Regions from separate parts of the Oryza sativa genome. Here region 1 is linked to region 2. Evidence: chromatin contacts called from public HiCAR-type data. All regions are on one chromosome and are shown on one strand. The core of a region is the stretch at or near the end of the contact, and the rest is flanking DNA. Distances in the headings are between cores, read along the strand shown. Region 1 holds the start of LOC4334232. Region 2 holds the start of LOC4334213 (zinc finger protein 1).

Region 1 (3,054 bases), core at 308-2,807, 150 kb before region 2:
TGTGAAGCTATACATTTCAATTACCTGGATGCATCAATTATCCTTCTCTTGCCTGAATCTAAACTTGAAAGGATAACAACATGGTCTTTTTCAATGCTGCTTATAAAATTAGCAACATTTTTTGCAAATGAAACCACCATCCCCTGAACCAGTATAAAAGGTTTAAAGGTGTCACAACTCATGAAAAAAATCATCAATTATAGGTGCAGACTGCAGACAACTTATAGGACTTCACCAACTACCAAAATTCCAAACAAAGAGTGAAAGGCCCAAGCATCGCCTGCAACTCTAGTCTCACCCCCATCGTACCTCTTTAAAGAAAAGGTCAATAGATCAATAACTATATTTTCTCTAAATCATTTCAGAATAACAAATGTGCTATGTAAATTTAGTTCACAAGGAACAAATATCCAAGGGACAGATGTTAGTCTAGGAAATGTAATGTGTGATGTACAAAAAAGAAAGGGAAGCTGATTCTATAATTTCAAACAAATGGAGTACAATTTTGATATTATAATATCAAATACAATAGAGCTCAATATTGTTCTTTATGCATTCTTGAAAGAACCCTGAAGCATGTGCAACAAAGCTCACAAGATTCTGTAACTACATGAATCATAATCACCCACGTAAGCAAGTGAAAAGTATCTTTAAGTACTCTTTGAGATTTATAAAGTTAAAACCGAAAATATGTGGCAAATAGGTAAAATCAACATACTGTAATAATTGGGGACCGTTGCTGTATGAAGGCCAGCCTATGGGATGGAGATTCATAAGCTGTAAAGAGAAAAGAGACAGAAGGTGACAAAGTAAGTAGACATTATATTTCAATTATTATTCACACACTAAGTAGTGCCATTGCTGAAGAACAATATGCGTGGCTGAATCTTAAGGTATTTTTTTTAATTTCTTGTGCCGATTATTCTCTTAGACCTGAACAAGGCATTTCATCAAGTAGCTGGTGTGCAGAGGAGGAATTGTTCATGCCGGACTATAACACATTTCATCGAACAGTTGGTGTGCATAATAGAAGGATTTAAAGTACGAACACACCCAATCACCAGTTCACCACCCCTAACACAATCCAATCCATCAAGCGTCCTGCTAGCATAGCACAGCAGAGCAAAGGACAGAGCACCCAACCTTCCAGCGCGAGCGCGAGATCACCGACGGCGTCGGGGCCGAAGGCGTCGTTGCCGGCGCAGGGCAGCACGGACGGCTCGTCGAGGTACGCCACCCGCCTCGCGCGCGACGAAGACACCAGCAGGTCGACGGCGAGCTGCCCCACGTTGCCGATCGAGAGCGCCGGCTGCAGCCCCCCAAAAAAAGGATCACCAACCCGCGTCATGAGCCATGGAGGCAAAGCTATTCAAACCGGAGAGAGGAGAGAGGTTTAGGGCGACCCGGACCATGAGGAGGGTGGAGCAGTCGGGCGAGAAGGACTCCCCCTCAACGACGGCGTGCTCCATCGCGGCGGCGGCGGCGCTGGATCCCTTCAAAACTTGGGCGAGAAGTTGAAGGGCTCGAGTGGGCTAGCTATGGAGGCAGGCAGCGGATGGGAGAAAGACGAGAAGAAATACGCCGCTTTTGTTGCGTAGAGGAGAGTGGAGACGGAGAGAATTCGATTTCGTTGTGGGCTCAAATTGGGCCGTGATTTTAGTTGCGGGCTTTGGGAGTTAAATGGGCCGGATTGGAGGTAGCCTGGACTTCCTGGCCCATTAATTAAAATCAGACGTATCCAATCGGTGCAGTGCAGGTCGTTTGGTAAACCGGACAGTTATTACTGAACGGTTTACGTGAACCTTGATAATAGTTACTCCATGGACACAACCCACCCTATAAGCTCTTCGTTTCTTGGATACTCAGGCCAGCTACTTGATTACAGAGCTTCTTGGATAGCACGTTACTCATCATGCCCAGGATTAGATCATTCAAACAAAAATTCAAAGAAGATCCTAATACTTTCTTTCCAACAAGATTTACATACAGAAGCCACTGAGAATTGGTTGACAAGGGCAAACGTTCAAGGTTCAAGTAAAGAGTAGTCCCCGCCAAAAAAGAAAGAAGAAAAGAAAGAGTAAAGAGTAGTCACGGGCTCACGGCAATAGCAAGCCAGTTGAGAAATCAGATGGGACATCAGACAAAAAGTTATCAGAACCAGCACTAGTGCTGCATATATTAACCAATGAATCGACTCCAAATTTGAAGGATTACAACCCATATGATACAATTGATGCAAAATAGCAAGGCAAAGTGGTTATATACAGAGAGTATATCTACTATATACACGGTACACGCTTCCATCAATCCATTTTACCGGCGAAAGCCCAGCGGCCAGTGAGCGGCGTCAGGCAGGGGCGAAGCGGTCCATGAGCATGCACACGGTGGCCTCGGAGTCGGAGAGGAGGATGCTGCTGTCCCTCGTCCTCGTCGTGATCTCCTGCACAACACCATCACCAACCTTACTCTTGCAGCTCTCCCCTTCGCTCTGAGCTCGCTGGCCGACCCCGGCGTCGGCCGCCGGTGCCGCCCCCCGGCCCATCTTGGCGAACTCCCCCAGCCAAACTCCAACCAGGCCCGCCATTGATTAATGATTAGTCTGTTCCTCTCTGCCTCTCCGAGCTAGCTGAGTGAATTCACTAGCTTCGCACACACACTCCAAAGAAAAGCTCAGTTGAGTAGTAGTACTTGACTGGTTGCTTCGTTGGCTAACCGCGCGGCGTTGGGGCTCTACTTATACGCGTACTCCGGCTCCGGCAACCGTGGGGAGACGGGAAGACGAAGCTACGTGTCTAGTTGTTGCGATATGTGAGAGCGGAGCGGGAGGAGGAATAGTCGAGGAAAGCTGCGTGTGGTTTCGGCGCCGTGCGCACGGCCGCGCCCGCCTCTCTTATTGGCGTTTTGTCCGCTTCGGGCTGGAGGAGGACCACGCCACGCGCGGCGCCATGTGACGCGCACGGCACGGCGCGACGCGGGTCTGATTCGAGGGAGGCTTGGGGGCCATCGTGTGGCTGGTGGGTGCCCGAGCGAGCAGCGCGCGGGGAATCAGCGTGG
Region 2 (3,409 bases), core at 785-3,284:
CTCGCCTCTGTGGAAAAGTCCATGACTCCACGGCCGCCTGCACGGACGGAGCCGACGAGAGGGGAGGCGACCACGCGACCGATCGACCCAGGAGGAGATGGAGATGATCGCGTTGCTTCGTGTGATCCGACGTGTGGGGTGGCGTCTGCCGCGGTTTTTTGGGGTGCCACTCGGCCCGTGGGCAAAAAAACGCCCAGTAGTTATCCTGCAAGTGTACTGTGTGTGTGAGTGTTTTATCTAGAGAAGCGACGTGTTAGGTGCGGCCGGTCTCAACGTGCGTGACGTATCCGGTGGGATGAGAGCTTGCGTACGTTGCATCATGCATATAGCAAGTGTGTAATAGGATATGGCCCGGTAGTAATGTAGTGTAGTGTAGCGTGGGATGTGTGCCTCCATGCACAACAACAATTATATGATATATATAGCAGTCTGTTAGCTTATTATGTATGCAATGCCCAACAATACGATGATTGCGGCACGGTGGGCTAGTGGCAACTATAGAGCAAGTGGTGCCACTCCAACACAGCCATGTTGTCTATTTACTGACACAAGGGCCCATGCATCAAAATGGAATCAGAACCACATAACTGTTGTGGCATCAACAGTGTGTCCACAAACTGCCCCGAAAGAAAAGAAAAAGAAAATGTGTCCACACACAGTTAGCGACGGATAGAGCGGTGCCACTAGTGCTAGTGGCGCTCTAACTTATAACTGAGTGCATCAACGTTAAACGATGCGACAGTGACCTACCTAATCGGACCAGGTATAGCTGCTGGGTGCAGAAGATCCCGGCTGCCGATGGCAACCTCAGCGGCTGAGCCGACGGAAACTCACAGTCGATCAGTTATTTTTATTTGACCCCAAAAGGAGACCAGCCTGTTGGAATCTTCCATGAACGCACCACTTCCGGCCCAACTCCATTTGCCATTTTGCCTGGTTTGGGTCTGACTTGCTATCGGGTCGGAGCAATCGTGGATCGGAGCCGGAACCGTCTAGCTAGTGATCAGCACGAGGGCGATGACCACTTCGGCTGTGTCATTAGGCATGTGCTAATTAATAGCCCGCGGGGTTGAACCACTATTATCCATTTGACCCTCTGTCTTTTTCACACTATCACTCACGGTTTCTTCCTCTTTTATTCTCAGAAGTGTGGTAAACTTTGAAGCAACTACTCCTATACCTATATAGAGCCTTTCTCCACGCGTTGATAATTTTGGCCATTCCTAATCTGCAAACAGATCATCTACTCGCAGGAAGTAACCTAATATAGTAGGATAATACAAGTATATAGTCTTGCTCATCATCTCATCCAATCCATGCCACAAAAAAAAACTGACTGTGATGGTTTGCCAGTGTCCCGATTCAGATATTAGGTGTCAAAATCTGAACGGTTGCGTAGTTAATCTCTTAACCCAGCTCCAACTTGGCCACTCCAGTGTGCGGGCGGAAGTGTCGTTACCGGGGCGGGTACGCTTTGCACGCCAAACCCAAAGCCACCCGCAACAACCGACGACGACGACGACCGCTTCGCCACAGTCCACAGGCCACGGCGCGCGCAGCCTACTCAGTCCTCACTCTCCCCACCTCCCACGCAGCCACACTAGCTCCACTCAACTTGCGCTTCCCTTTGGCTTGCCCTCCCATCCCCGTGTCTTCCCAACCACGTTGACCACGACTTTTTCGTTGTGGCCTCGCCTCCTCCTCTTCCTCCACTCCACCACCCACCCGCCCGGCCGAACCAGCCAGCCAGCAAGCCAAGCCCACCCAATCACCCCAACCGCCTCACTCCTTCGCCGCCACTCCACCGGTCTCACGGTCGCTGCCACCCCGTCCCCACGACGACACGCCCCCACCCGTCACCCTCTCGCGCCCCGCCGCGTGCGCGCCCACGCCGCAACCACCTCGCTTGCCTTGCCCCCACCTACGACGCAACTTCCCACGTCTTCTCTTCTCTCCTCCTCCGCACACTCTCGCTCGCGCCTCACCCCTCCCCACTGCTTTAAAACTACCTCACATCTCACTCCCTCCACTCCGCACACCACACCACACCACACAGCAACCAGCCAGCTGCCACACTAGCTTGAGGCGAGCGAGCGAAGCTTAGCTAGCGGATATAACAAGTCGTCGATCTGCTTGCTGCTTTTGTGAATTGCGGTGGAAGCATGTCGAGCGCGTCGTCCATGGAAGCGCTCCACGCCGCGGTGCTCAAGGAGGAGCAGCAGCAGCACGAGGTGGAGGAGGCGACGGTCGTGACGAGCAGCAGCGCCACGAGCGGGGAGGAGGGCGGACACCTGCCGCAGGGGTGGGCGAAGCGGAAGCGGTCGCGCCGCCAGCGATCGGAGGAGGAGAACCTCGCGCTCTGCCTCCTCATGCTCGCCCGCGGCGGCCACCACCGCGTCCAGGCGCCGCCTCCGCTCTCGGCTTCGGCGCCCCCGCCGGCAGGTGCGGAGTTCAAGTGCTCCGTCTGCGGCAAGTCCTTCAGCTCCTACCAGGCGCTCGGCGGCCACAAGACGAGCCACCGGGTCAAGCTGCCGACTCCGCCCGCAGCTCCCGTCTTGGCTCCCGCCCCCGTCGCCGCCTTGCTGCCTTCCGCCGAGGACCGCGAGCCAGCCACGTCATCCACCGCCGCGTCCTCCGACGGCATGACCAACAGAGTCCACAGGTGTTCCATCTGCCAGAAGGAGTTCCCCACCGGGCAGGCGCTCGGCGGGCACAAGAGGAAGCACTACGACGGTGGCGTAGGCGCCGGCGCCGGCGCATCTTCAACCGAGCTCCTGGCCACGGTGGCCGCCGAGTCCGAGGTGGGAAGCTCCGGCAACGGCCAGTCCGCCACCCGGGCGTTCGACCTCAACCTCCCGGCCGTGCCGGAGTTCGTGTGGCGGCCGTGCTCCAAGGGCAAGAAGATGTGGGACGAGGAGGAGGAGGTCCAGAGCCCCCTCGCCTTCAAGAAGCCCCGGCTTCTCACCGCGTAATTCAGCAGCTGCATGGATCCGATCCGTCAGAGAGTTTTTGTCTAGGGAGTGAAATTCAGTCGAAACACACTATTCGTTGATTCGTTTTGTGCCGCTATTGTTTAATTTGTTCCTGCTTTTGTACAGAGCAAGCGAGTGATACATAGCCATACATACAGTCATACAGATATAGGTCTAGCTCTTCCTTGGTTCTTTGTAACACTGGAACTGTACCTGTATCTTTTACACTTTGTTCTTTGACAGTCATATATTGTAGACCATATTCGACCATACTTGGATTGTGTTTAGTTCAGCGTAAAGTTTGAATTTTGGTTGAAATTGAAGATGATGTGACTGAAAAGTTGTGTGTGTATGACAGGTTGATGTGATGAAAAAGAACCAAAGTTTGGATCCAAACTTTAGATCTAAACACAGCCTTGGAGATTGATTCGTGTGCA

Evidence for each region. HiCAR-type assays count read pairs that join an accessible place to other places.
Region 1: a contact with region 2 is called in a HiCAR-type map of leaf, with 1.9 times the contacts expected there. The contact joins the promoter of LOC4334232 here to the promoter of LOC4334213 in region 2. A contact is called at or near these places in 1 of 15 Hi-C or Micro-C datasets (seedling) and 1 of 4 datasets of contacts at active chromatin or transcription factors (leaf).

What each region holds. Positions count from the first base shown.
Region 1 is chr3:32,728,737-32,731,790 of ASM3414082v1, reverse strand. It overlaps LOC4334232, which reads right to left and starts at 1,557. Exons shown (of 8, transcript XM_015776201.3): 1 at 1,410-1,557; 2 at 1,144-1,309; 3 at 719-777; 4 at 25-143. The coding sequence starts at 1,469.
Region 2 is chr3:32,575,793-32,579,201 of ASM3414082v1, reverse strand. LOC4334213 (zinc finger protein 1) reads left to right here and starts at 2,034. Exons shown (of 1, transcript XM_015777827.3): 1 at 2,034-3,242. The coding sequence starts at 2,163. The coding sequence ends at 2,972. It overlaps LOC107276337 (transcription factor bHLH84), which reads right to left and starts at 454. Exons shown (of 6, transcript XM_066308990.1): 1 at 1-454.